Linked DNA regions of Sus scrofa: region 2 is linked to region 1. Evidence: chromatin contacts called from public Hi-C data. All regions are on one chromosome and are shown on one strand. Each heading gives the region's core, a stretch centred on a gene start, on an enhancer-like site or on the middle of the called end of the contact. The rest is flanking DNA. Distances are from core to core; before and after follow the strand shown.

The links. Hi-C and Micro-C count contacts between places; a contact is called where the count stands out from the background.
Region 2: a Hi-C map of liver shows a contact between it and region 1, with 2.4 times the contacts expected there. The contact joins two enhancer-like sites. A contact is called at or near these places in 4 of 47 Hi-C or Micro-C datasets (liver and skeletal muscle) and 1 of 2 datasets of contacts at active chromatin or transcription factors (alveolar macrophages).

What each region holds. Positions count from the first base shown.
Region 1 is chr16:46,229,524-46,236,556 of Sscrofa11.1, forward strand. No RefSeq gene overlaps it. Among named protein-coding and RNA genes, the nearest start is that of PIK3R1, 200 kb to the right of the region's middle. Within about 2 kb of position 3,743, at least 13 of the 83 cell types and tissues checked have an H3K27ac peak or open chromatin away from gene starts, as enhancers often do. A contact at or near this core is called in liver, where this site is marked.
Region 2 is chr16:46,344,664-46,351,696 of Sscrofa11.1, forward strand. No RefSeq gene overlaps it. Among named protein-coding and RNA genes, the nearest start is that of PIK3R1, 87 kb to the right of the region's middle. Within about 2 kb of position 2,553, at least 4 of the 83 cell types and tissues checked have an H3K27ac peak or open chromatin away from gene starts, as enhancers often do. A contact at or near this core is called in liver, where this site is marked.

The sequences.
Region 1 (7,033 bases), core at 2,493-4,992:
TCTTTTTCCCACTGATTGGAAATGCCATCCTTAGGATATACTGTATTCCTGTGTACGTTTGAGTCTATGTCCTGAGTTCCTATCCATTACATTAATCTCTATATTGCACAATATTTAATTAATTGACTTTATAATTAACTTAATATTTGATTCTTATGGATTATTTGGAAATACAATAATTATACTTCGTAGCTTTGATCCGGGAGAAAAAAGGAATTAAAAAAAAAAAACGGTTACCTTTTTAGTGTGAGAACCTCTTTTGCATTTGCAGTTCATCATTATCTCTCTTTTATTGGGCACCATTACTTCTGGCTTCCCTGGAGTTTCTGTTCCAAGTCATTCCAAAGGTGTTCCTTGTTTTATGAGATCCTATCATCATAAGCCATCCCATTCTCCATCTAGTGCCTAAGCAAGTGGTTCTCCAGTTAGAATAGGATCTAGTTATGACCATGTGTATATATAATCAAAATCAAATGTTATTCTATATTTTAAAGGAAGTACTAATAAAAGAAATCGTGCATCATGTGTGATCACTGTATATTCATCAGGACAGTGGAAATCTTCAGTGTTTCTCTTTGACAAATGTTCCTTCTGATCCCTCTCTCACCTCCCCACTTCATCTCACCAGCCCATAGTATTTCAGATCTCACATTAAACGTCACTTATTCCTTGAGCTAATGAGTAGCCTGTTATATGCTCTCATCATGTACAATAATTTTTCTTTATATAATTATTTAATTTTTGGCTTAATTTTGATCTGTTATGATAGATTCTAAATTCCATGATGACCAGGGCCATATTTGCTCTAGTGTTTCAATATTCTCAGTGCCTAATTCAGAACCTGGCCCATAATAAGAGCTCCGTATGTCTTTGTTGACTCAATAACAGTTATTCCTAGCTCCAGCAAGGGAGGCGGCATGACATCAAGATAGGAGCTTGTTTTAAAGTCAGAATGCTTTGGTCTAAATCTGTATATACCATTTATTATCTGTATGATCACAGGCACATTATTAAACGTGCCAGTGACTCAGTTTACTTGTCCATAAAATGAGGGTGCCAACATCAATAGCATAAGGCTTATGAGGATTCAGTATACCACGTAGCCACAAGAACTGAATGGATGTCAGCCATTATCATCATGGTCATCATTGGAAAGGAGATTGTTTGAAAGGAAATAAAGAAAATGCATGGAAAACATCAAAAATCTCACTTCACATCAAGTTCTTTCTTGGATTCTTTCAAGTGAGGACAGAAAAATTAAAAAAAAAAAAAAGATTTTGGCCAAGATTCCTAAAAGCAGCAAGTTTCCACCAGATGAGAAGTAGGAGACACACACCCTTTCTGCTGCAAACACATAAGCTCTCTATTCCTTTACCCACAAATGCTTACATTGAGAAAAAGTTGCATGGTCACAAATGAACTTCTAACAATGCCAGCAAACATGCTGACATGGCAGCTCATTTCTGACAGGGTCATAGCTAGATTGTATAGGGGAATCATGAGGGATAGTGGCGAGGAAAAGCCCTGAGTTTGCCTGCAAGCTGTTGGCCAGTGATGTCAGTCATTAGCTCCCAGTTCCATACCACATGCCACAGCGTGATAAGTACCATCATCTGTGTCACCATCATTGGCATCATTACCACAGGAATTGAGTTCCTTCCAGTTGAAACCTCATGATAGTTTATTTCTTGATTTATGAGCTATTTTTCCACCCTAAGGTATGCCTGATTGATATACCTGTTCTTGGCATGGCAAGATTTCTGTGGAAAGAAAAAAGTAGCCAAAAGTAGTTCATTATTCAACCATTAAAGGAATGAACAGCTCATGGTCACCAGGACAAGCAATATACAAGTCATTTAAACTTTTTTAAAAAATATATTTAAAAACCTTTAATATTTATCCTTTTACCACATCAAAATTCTTCAAAAATTAAAGATTTAAAAAAAAAACTTCTTGCTGTATATCTGAGAGATCATACCTCTTCCTTCCTGAAAATCCTTTCAAGATGCTTCCAGAAGCCTGGCCTGATCCTGGAAGGATTTGGGAGTGATTCACAGTATTTAGAAGACCCAGTGCTCCCTGATGGCCTTCCTGTCTTAGGCATTCCTTGTAATCTGCAGCTCCCACAATCTGCAGTGGATATAATCCAGGCCTCAAAGCACCATCCTGCAAGCAGGAAGGATGGTTACAGCAGGCATGAAGACCACAGAAGGAAGACCAAAGATGGGCAGGCATTGAAAGAAGCAGCAAGAAAAACTGAAAGCTTCTTCACAGTAATAAGAACCCTGACATGTTCGCCTTAAAAACACAGGGGAAGCATGTTGAATCATAGTGCAGCAAAAAGAAAGAGAAACAAGACCTCAGTCCTGTTGAATTAGCCCTTCCTCTTCTGTGCCTCTATTTCAGCAGAATTCAGAATGACCAGTGGCAAGGTGGAAGAGGCCTCCAGGTCAAGACAAAGGGGGCTTCTGCTTCAGGGAACCATGTTGCATTTCCCAAAAGTAGTACTCATTGACCCCTGAAAATCATGGAAATGAGAGTGTGACTATCTCTCTGTTCAGAACAGCCATCCTGGAGGACCTCAGGCTTTTGAACTGGAAGCAACCATATCTAGGTATATCAAGGTGACAAGTGTCATGCTCCTCCTGTACAACTTGCCATTCCTGTAGATACAGATGAAGAGTCTCTTAAGACAACAATTGCTGCTGATGGTGTAATTTCACACGTTCACAGATCACTAATGGGGAAGAAAGGATAATGAGAACTTGGATGCCCGGGTTTCTGGCTACCTCAGAACTCTAGATATTTGAGTGCCTTTCTGGTGTCAGTGATTCCAGTGGCTTGCTTCACTATGGAAAACCCAATTTTGCCTTTCTTTAATGTTATTTTGGCAAGTTAGAAGTTTAACAACCTCTTTAGAAACCAATCTCTGCATTTGGTTTTAAGTATATGTAGGTGTCCATACAGTTTGATGTTATTAATCCCAAAGGAGTGGGTTTGAACTGAGTTGACTATTTTTCATCATGACGTAAAGTTGTAGCAACAAGCACGTAGTTTTGTAGAGATTTATTTGCATTTTAGGGACTAGGAAGTTCATATTCAAAACTTAAGGAAGAGGGAAAAGGAAGAAAGGGAGGGGAAGGAGGAGATGGAAAGGAAGGGACGAGGAAGAAGTAGGTAGAAACAAGGTGGGGTGACCAGGAGGAAAGAAAGAATATCTGAGAACAAGGTAGCAAAGCATCCTTTTGAAAGGTGGCTGAAAGAAGTGATATTGTTGCAAAGCCAGTGAGTGCCCTGAGGCTGCAGGAAGAGGCATGGATAGGTAGATATGAATCCACTCCTGGCAGCCCCCAACATTCAAGACCATTCCTCTGGTCTTCTGTGGGCAGAGGAGCTGCCACAGACTAGGACTCAGCAATGAGAAGGAGGATAAGAAGGTGGTCCATTCTCCTGGGCCAGGCCCAGCTGATAGCAGTCCTAGCCAAGACTGCTTCTGGGCAAAGAACTTGCTTAATGGGCCCCCACATCACCAGCACTCACTAAATGTTGAAGAACACAAATACTGGGATCACTTTTAAAATTGCTAGCTGTTTCTCTTCAAATGTGGGTTGAATTTTCTTTCGCAATACGAACTATGTTCCTGCCAATTTTAAAGTTTACAGCTCCAGCTGTTAGGGAGTTATGTAAGAGCAAAATGATCAAAGGGCTTCAAGAGTGGAAAATGCATTTTTCCCCTTGGTTGCATAACTCCCGCAATGGAATGGGCGATGTAATCGAAGCATCACTGGCCCACCGCTCCTGCCCATCACTGCTACTTCTACAAGTGGGAGAAAAAAAAATCACCTTGGAGGGGGAACCAAGGACATAAAAAATATTTGTTGGACTCAAATTTAGAGTGCCCAAGCATTTTTGCAAAGAAAGTTGCAAGTAACTGAAACAGGTTAAAGGAGAAACGAAATTCCCCTCAACTCTAGGGGAGCTTTCTGTAAAAATATGAACTTGGTACATCAAAAATATAGTTTGTTATATATAGGCACCATGATATTCTAATATCAGTATTTTATGAATACCATTCTTCCTATTGGTTTTTTAGTCCTTTCAGAAAAGGTAACTTACCTTTTGACCTGGTGTCCCCTGGCCCTGGCATACAATACGATCTGATCAATATATCAAATGCCTAAATAAGGATTATTGAAAATGTAACTTTAGCTGTGTATCTGCAGAAGCCTAGACATGATGCAGTGACAATGTTTGCAAGGAAGAGGCAGAGGCTTGATAAAGGCCAAACAGGTGTTATTTTTTTCTGATTTCCTTTTTTCCATATGGATCTAATTCAAAAAGAATAAGAAAAATTGAGCAAAGTCAGGTGAGAGAAGTGGGCAAAGGCAATGGTCTCTGTAAGCCCTTAGCAATAACTACAGAATATCCTGGGGGCTTCAGATACCAGTGGTTTGTCCTATGCATTTCTGGAAATATCAGCTACCAGACTGTCTTAACCCCTGCCCATAATCCCAGTGAGTAGTTGTGAAAAGCCAGGGCCCAAGTGACCCCATATGCCCCTAAGAATGGCCTGATCACCACTTGTCAAATTATATTCCAGATCCAGGACACACTCAGTCAATGAACAGCATAATTAGATTTATAAGACCTACTTCAAAAATCCAGGGAGATCCATACTCAGTGGATAGATTCCATTCCCCATCCGGAGGTGGTGGTAGGGGAAGCTAGAGATGAATTCCAAAGAGCTAGTGAAGGGTACCAGGAGGGCAGCAGGATGAGGGGACAGGATGGCCCTTGCTAACTTTCAGAGGCACTTGCCTCTCCTTTGTGGTGGGATTGGCACTTCCTGCATCCTTGCTGTTTCCACTCCACCACCCCTACCTGGCCCTTCCATTTTTCTGGTCTGGATCACCTGTTGAAGAGAGCAGAGGATTCCTCCACTGGAAAGATGTTCAATTAGAAGACTCTAAGACCCTTCTACCTTTCCAATTCTCCATCTGTATATATTTTAACAACCGTCTCCTGGATCTGTATTCACCCTGCATCTTTCAGGACCCTTCCCTACTCTATAGAAACCTTGGATTACTTTCACTGTCCCGCTCAAAGGCTGAAAACGTCCTCCCACCTTCCCCTAGCCTATTGGATGAAGGTCCCCCTGCTTAGCCTGGCTGTCATCAGCCTTTACAGCTGTGGCCTAAACCTTCCTCTTCTGTCTTATCTGTTCTCCTGCCTGGGAACACCTGCTCCATCTGAATCCTGCCCATCTTTTGACATCCCATCCAAGTAGAGTTTATCTCATTTCTTCAGGCCACTGTGATATTTCAGGCCCCCGAATTCCTGTGGAAGGTACTCATCTTTCTGCCTTCCTGGACCCATGGGTTAACTATGTGCACATCATAGTGGCTCCTAAGGTCACAGAACTTAAAGGGAACTCCAGTAGCAATGCAAGCACTGAGATAGTCAGAGGCCCACATCTCAGGGTCAGCCTGGCCATTCGATGTCCTTGTCATTCTGCTCAAGTGATTTCCAACCCAGTATGGGGAGGGATAGTTACATGACTTAGTAAGACATGCCAGAAGGCTGGGACCCCAGATTGTCTTAACCATATATTCAGTAGTATAACTTTATGTCTTGGAAAACAAATTAATTTTGTAGCAAAAATTATAGAAAGTAAAGTTTAATCAAATCTTGGCTGCAGAGTGCCACTAGAAATTGACCCTGTTTTGTGAGGATTGATGATTCTTCATCAAAAGTTCAAAGCTTGGCACCACCCCCTGCTTAAGGGATAGGGTAGATCAGAATTTCCAGGAAACATGAGATTTTTGTGGTTATTAAAATGTTAAAAGGTTAAGAAAACTAGCAGCTTACTCTATCTTAAAATATTACTTTATGTAGTGGGGGAGAAAACAATAAATTAACAGTGGGGTTCTTGTGAAAATTTAAGACAAGATCTGTGAAAGTATTTGCAAACAGTAAGGTTCTATTTAAATGTAACATGTGAGTATATATGAGAGGTTCTCATTATCTGAGGTTGATTAGTACCAGAAAAAGCTTAAGCTGAATCCCTTTAAAACAGGGACAAAGAGGACATAGAAAACGGTGGGAAATGAAAAGTTCAATTTAAACTTGGCTTTCAAAATTAAAACTAAAAATTATGAAGGGGATTTATTTATTTTACATCTAATACATTTTAGATTATTATCATGGCTATGTGCTAAATCTTAGAACAAAGAATTAAGAAAATATTGGGGATTTTTGGTGTAATTTATCTAACAAAATTGCATCATAGCACAATACAATTAGTTTTACTTCATGTTTGGGTTTCTCAACATGCTCATAAAAAGAATTTTTTGCGAAAACATTCAAAGATTTATCAATTTTCTAAAACACTGCTTTTTCTCTGGGAATTCCAACATGTCATTATTATTGTCAATTTTCTTTTCTTCAATAATCAACCGATAAAACCCTGCTAGAATTTCATTTGTCAAGAACTTTCTGTCTGACTATACTGCCAACATCTCTTTCATCAGTTATAAAATTCTGAGTACTTTCTAAATTTTTTTCCTTTTTTGCATTGTTCTCCCAACATATTTTTGATGGATTATAATATCAGCTCGTTACCAAAGTTACTATTAAACAATGACATTGGGATTATGAGTGAAGGTAGATATTAAACAATGAAGAATGTTGGAATGGGTCAATTCATGTGATAAATGGTCAGTTTATTAGGTTTGTGGTGTGTGTGTGTGTGTGTGTTATGATGACTTGCTTCCCTCTGCAGCTTGGCACTTGAAAAGGTTTGGATAATGAATTCTTAGGTTATGGGGACTCTGTCTCAGTTTTTGTATTTTTTAATAGTCACATACTTAATGTCTTACTGAAATAAGTGCTTGGTTACTTTTGACTGAATAAAGAATTGATGGATCAAGTGAGCAAATAAGTGGAGAAATAGGAGGAAATGAACAACGATCAGCTCTAGTTTTATACTGCAGAATTTACTTTTTGGTAAGAAAGCCACACACAGGAATAGCTA
Region 2 (7,033 bases), core at 1,303-3,802, 110 kb after region 1:
GAATCCCCCTTCAGTGGGGAAGTTCCCTAATGAGGCTGGAATGCTAAAAATACCAGCTACTCAATTCCTTGGCTGCTCTGGCAGCTACATGATTTGCTGTAAAACTTATAAAATGGTATAAGCATTACTTTAAAAAAAATTAAATACTGTTGGCAAAGAGTTTGGAATGCTCTTTCACTAGATCTTTTCATGGCTACCTTCCCAAACCCCCCTCACCACCCCCAATAAAAAGTTGCTTCTGTCCACACAATATATGGATTGATTGATCATAAATGTTAAATAGAAGCATTCTAAGAAACGGAAGTCAATGAAAACAATGAAATGAAAACCAGTCAACTAAAATGTGGCAGAAATCATCAGAAGCTGTTTAAAAATCTCACCTAATATAAACCGCCACAAACTTTATGGTTAAAAAAAATATATACTAAAATTCCCCCCAAATGTGTATCTTTGGGATAATTGGTTTCCTGATTCAGTGTGTTTCCAGTGAATCAGTTTTTGGCAACCTGACTTAGAACTAAATAAGGACCAAGAGATGGGAGGTAGAGCGATGTCAAGGCACCAGGCTCTGCACCCTTTCCCAGTTGTACTTAGGAGTCTAGACTCAATCCTGAGAGCATCTATGTATCCTTGAAGGAAATTGACTTGGTCTTATTACATTTTAGAAGGTCTGGGCCAGATAACCTTAACGGTAGTTACATGGAACGAGAAATAGAAGAACTATTGGGAAGATGATAAATTGTTTTATCTTTGCTTATGTGACTTCTCTAGTGAAACAGCAATCATGCATTGATTGGGGTGGAAAAGGAGGGATAAAAATTTAAAAAACTTCTCACGTTTTCCTTGGATTTTGTATACACAGAGGTAACAATTGTTAGATAGCTATTTGCACCTTTTTTATACTTCTTGATCCTTTTTGCTCTATCCTCAGTAATAAAAGTTAAAATTAATATTCTACTATCAGAAAGTTACCTTTCTGCATGATTCTCCCAGTAATTTTGAATATTGCACTTGGTTACTGAAATAATCTCTTCTAATAACTGGCATTCATCAGATGGCCACTTAGTAATTCACTATTGGTGTGAGATTTCAGTTACCTGCTTCACCAGTGTATCTCAAAGCATGTTTCCTTGGTCCACCAGCAGCATTTTCACCTGACATGCTCGTTGAAAATGCAAATTCCTGGGACCCAAGCCAGCCCTACTGAATCTGAATCTGTGGGGTTGGAGCTCCAGGGTCTGCATTTTTTTTTTTTTTTTTTTTTAAGGGCTACACTCGTGGCATATGGCTGTTCCCAGACTAGGGGTCGAGACAGAGCTGTAGCCTCCGGCCTACACCACAGCTCACAGAAACGCCAGATCCTTAACCCACTGATCAAGGCCAAGGATCGAACATGCATCCTCATGGATACCAGTCGGGTTCGCTAACCCCTGAGCCACAATGAGAATTCCCAGGATCCGCATTTTAATGAGCTCTGTCTGTGACCTTTAAGCACAGTGATGTCGGGGGACTCCTTCCTGAGTTAGTGCGCCCCTATTTCAGTTGGGTTGGAATCACCTAGGAGGTTCATTGGACATATAGCCATGGATAACTCCCAGAGTCTGATTGTGTCTGACTCTTGTGTCTGACTGGGCTGGGCTCAGTCTTTTAAGTCCCAGGTACATCCAGCAGGATGGGTGGCTTCACTTTGTACACGTGATGGCCCACATGCAAGTGCTCTCAAAGAAATGACAGCACTTTGCACAGAGTCCCTCTTCTCTCTGGAACATGGTTGGGTGAGCCTAGATGTGTCTTACCCTCTGAAATTCACAATGTGGGGAGGTTTGTTGTGAATCCAAAAAGAAATCTGCCTGAATTTCAGCAGAACGTCTCAATGTATGTGATATACATCGAAGGGAGCAATAGAGAAGCTAGAATAAGTTCTAGCAACTAGAGTTTGCCATGACCCTAGTGGGGTTTCTCTTTTTTTAAAGATAACCTGAATTGTATTTTAATATCTTTGAAGATTGCAAATTAAATCTTATCTTCATGCAACCAAAAATTATATATTTATATTTATGTATATAGACACACATCCCTTTTCTTAAGTGAAAGCAGAAGTGAAGTTACAACTAATAAAGTACTGAAATATGGTTTTTCTGATATGCTAAGGTCCTAATGGCATTTCAGAAAGAGAAGCTGTCCTCTTTACAGCATTAAAAGTAGAATTTCAAACAAATGATTATTGCCTGGCATGAAAAGCAGGTGACATCCTGGATGGCAAATGAGAGCAAAAGCTTGAGAGGGCGCATAAACTATCAAGAGCTTGGTAGTAGCTAATGATAATTGATTCTCTTAGAGACTAATACATAAAGATAGCAATATGTTGTATTATGCTTGGCACGCTTGGTACCACAAAACGGAGAAAGAAAACCTGAAATTTGAGTCAGCAATCCTAGCTGGAAAAGTCACCTTAAAAGGTGACTCTGAACTAATTTTTTCATGAAATCAAGCGTTGCATCAGACGTAATCACTAGCCTTCAGCTCGGGACAATGCGGTAATCGCCGGCGGGGAAAGGTGGATTATCAGCTTTCAGGCAGCTGAAAAGTCAGGTGGCACCAACCTTGTGAAGTGGGTCAATATTTGGACAATTGATTTTCTCTCTCTTCCCTCAGTCTTCAAATGTTAAAGGGCCAGAGAAAAGGGCAGAAGACTTTTGAAAGTTAAGAACAACAGAAAAGAAGGAGAGCACGAGTTACTTTTAAGTTATTACAAAGAACCCAAATTTTAGTTATTAAAATAAAAATTTCAGGCTTGTGAGGCAAACTAAAATTTATTTAGTGCAACTTATTTGTCTTATAAATACAGGAACACATGATCATCTGGAGTGAAAATGTTGTTACTTGAATTTATTTCTCAAATATGGGTTCTGCTGGAGCTCTTCCACTGACTTTCAGGGTCTCTTTGAGATCTTATCTTTACATAAAAATTCAACTGAGTTTTTTCCCAAAAACCATCTCTTACTTTAAATTATGGTCTTGTCTTTTTTTTTTTTTTTTTTTTAATGAAAAGGTGTTGCCCTATCAGAAACAAGTGTAGAAATTAAAATTATTTGAAACATGAACCCTGTGAAATTCTAATGAACACTTGCAATGTACCAGACCCTGGGTCCATGCCTGGGCCTAAAGGAACTGAGAGCTCAGTGAGGGAAAACAAATACCTGAACAAGTATTTAACAAATAGTTTTAATAAAATGTGGTGTTATGATATAGGTACATAAATGATGTGAAATGAATTAGAAGTGAAACATCTTGAAAGAATAGAAATCAATATGATCTGGGAGTTCCCGCTGTGGCTTAGGGAGGGGTAACAAACCCGACTAGTATCCATGAGGATGCAGGTTCAATCCCTGACCTTGCTCAGTGAGTGGGTCAAGGATCCAATGTTGCCATGAGCTGTGATGTAAGTCAAAGATGTGGCTTGGATCTAGTGTTGCTGTGGCTGTGGTGTAGGCCGGCAACTGCAGCTCCAGTTTGGACCCCTAGCTTGGGAACTTCCATCGGCCACGGGTGCGGCCCTAAAAACAAAAAAATCAATATAATTTGAAAGATTTGGTGGCCACATTTATAAAGAATGATGTTAGTAAATCACCTTCATTGCATTTATCCAAGTCAAGAAGACCAAATAAAAGCTTTCAGTAGTGAAAAGCAGATAAAAATGGAGGCAAAATCTTCATTTCACAGACTGTAATTTCTAGATTGGATTATGAAAAAGAAAATACCTCATGGTAGAAAGAAATATGAACAGTATAGTACTTAACATGGATCAGCAGGAATGATGCTGGAGATACGGAGCTAATAAGCTTGGTCCTTGAGTGGCTCAGTCTTGAAAGACACAGGCAATAACAAACTATAATGTTGTTTAAATGTTATACTACCTGAAGCACAGGTGGCTGGGGTTATTATTATTATTATTATTATTATTATTTCTTTTTCTTGAATCTGTATTGGCTAGCAGAGAGAAATCTACTTGGAGAATACCAAGAAAAAGTACAACCATTGTTAGGAGTAGAAGCCCAAACCCCAGAAATAGGAAGCAGAAGAGAATACACATTCTTTAGCCTCCTCTGAGTTGCTGAGGATCTGGCAGGTGTGAATTTGCATACAAGTAACCACTTCAGGTAGACACAGGTCAGCACCTGCATCCACAAACACAGGTGGTTGGGCAGCATTTTTGAAAATTTAGCTACTAAATTACAGTCTCCTGTTCCTACCCTATGTTAATCTGTTTTATTTTCTATGCTCCTTATAAAGAACTGGGAATTTAAAACCAGTCAAAAGGCAAAGAAACCCAAATAAGATTAATTCCTGGCTCTAGTAGTTCTTCAGCTCTGATTATGCATTTGCTAAAGTGCAAATTCCTGGGACCATCCCATAGATACAGAATGAAATCCACTGGGTGTGGGGCCTGGAGGTTCTCTTTGGCTCCCCCCACCCGAGGCACCTCAGAAGGCTCTGATAGAGGTAGTTTATAAACGCCACTTTGATTATGCAAACCTGTATAAAATCAAGTTTTATGGTCCAAGCATGAGGTAATGTTTCAGCCATGTTTTTTTAATAATTAAAATTATAGTTTTAAGTTAACTAATTAATATGGCCACTGATCTTTGTTACACAACTTCACACAGGGAACTTAGAGTAAAAAGTGCCATGTTTCCCTCTATTGCCCGCCCCCCCAATTCTACATTCCTAATTGTTGGGTGCATACCCTTTCAGATGTGTCTCTGTACAATTTCTGTAAGTATGATACAATTAAGTTTTACTTTTTTTCACTTGAAACAATAACCTTTTCTCAAGGTGTAGAGATTTTACAAGTTAGAACTTATAAACACATTGCATTCTTTCCCTCTGTCCTTTAATAATCTAGGATAGAAGTGCTATAATTGGCTTAATTATTTCTAACAGATGTACCTTTAGGTTATCCCGCCCCCTTTTTTGTTACCACAGCAAGCATTTCAGTGAAACCTCTTTATGAATGCCTGTCTGTGTGAGTGTGCAAGAATTTCTTACGGTTAGCCACCTAGCAGAATTTTTGAGTCAAAAAGGTATACACATTTTAAGTATTGTTTGCCTTCCTACTCTATTCCCAACTCCTGGTCAAAACTAATTATTCTTCTTCTTTATTTATTAACCAACCTGGTGGGAGGAAATTATCTCATAATTTTAATTTGCATTTCCCTAACCATTACTAGATTGAGGTTCTTTTGAGAAGTAGGTGGGTCATCTGTGTTATTTCTGTGAATTGCCTGCTCATATTCTTTGCACATTTCTCCACTTAGGTTTGCTTCCTTTTGTTATTTATGGGCCATTTTAAATAGCCTGGGTGGTCAGGCTACCTGGGAAATAATGAGAGAAGTAAGAAAAAAAATCAATGACAGTATTAATATGGTTGGGGCTGTAAGTATGAAATTAATAAAAAAGTAACTTAAAATAGTATTTATATATTTACGATGCCTACTGTCATTCAGAGCTGTTTTCTATTTTTATGTGGTCACATATGATCATCATCTTTATGAATTCTAGATGTGCTTATTGTCTCTCTTGTTTCTGGATATTTATGGAAGGTGGTTGCTGGGATAAAGGAGGAAAAGCAAAGTACCAATTGATCAGGTGCTTATCTTCAGTGACCTGATGGCCAGTAACTGACATATAGGATTGGGGGAAAGAAGCAGGTTTGAGAAGGAAGGGTATCGTTGAGTTCTATGAGCGGCATGGTGAGTTTTAGATTCCAATAGAACTTCTTGGTTGTGATGTCCAGTAAAAAGTGGGAAATATGGAGTTCCCATTGTGGCTCAGCAGGTTAAGAACCCAACTAGTATCCTTGAGGATGCAGGTTCAATCCTTGGCCTCGTTCAGTGAGTTAAAGGATCTGGTGTTGCCACCAGCTGTGGTGTAAGTCACAGATATAGCTCGGGTCTTGAACTTTGTGGCTTTGGTGTAGGCCGGCAGCTGCAGCTCTGAGTCAACCCCTACTCTGGGAACCTCTTTATGCCATGGGTGCCTAAAAAGAAGAAAAAAAGGTGGGAAATACACTACTCACTCACCAAACAATCTCATTGTGGGTGTTTGCAACCCAATGGACTGGCTTGGTTTTGGGAGTCTACTTTTTTGTTTATATGAGAATAGAGTCTGGCCATCAGCTCATGATGTCAGGCTTCTAGAACCAGACTGACTAGATCCTTGCTGGACTCACTTTGAGTCCTGCTGCTATTATTAAAATATAATAGTGCACATTTTTTAAGTTGTTTTTTGTTGTTGTTTTTTGTTTGCTTTTTTAGGGCCGTGTCGATGGCATATGGAAGTTCCCAAGCTAGGGGTCAAATCAGAGCTGTACACCACAGCCAAAGCAATACAGGATCCAAGCTGCATCTGTGAGCTACAACACAGCTCATGGCAATGCCAGATCCCTGATCCACTGAGAAAGGCCAGGGATCGAACCCGAACCTGCATCGTCATGGATACTAGTCAGATTCATTTCCATTGCACCACAACGGGAACTCCCAAATAGTGCATATTATAAAAAATAACTTGTTTGTGGGCAGAAATTATTTCCAAGCTCTTTTCAGAGGTCACTACTTATTTGACCTAATTATCCCATTTCCAAACTGGTAAATACCCAGCACTTATGTTGCAGCAGCTACCATTTCTTCCTGCTTTGGGACTTTTTACCTTTTATGAATGTGGACAGTTTACAGCTATGGATAGGGTGTATTATCAACATCTGTTATTGACTTAGCAGTTTAATTCTTTCACCAACGATCACATAGGCTTACATAGCCTGACGTTTCGAAAGAGTATCTCATTCAACATCACACAGCAATAAGTGAAAGCATAAGCATTAAAACAAAATCTACCTGGGGAGTTCCCATTGTGACTCAGCGGTAAAAACCAGACTAGTATCCGTGAGGATGCGGGTTTGATCCCTGGTCTAGTTCAGTGGGTAAAGGATCTGGCATTGCTGTGAGCTGTGTTGTAGGTCATAGACGCAGCTCAC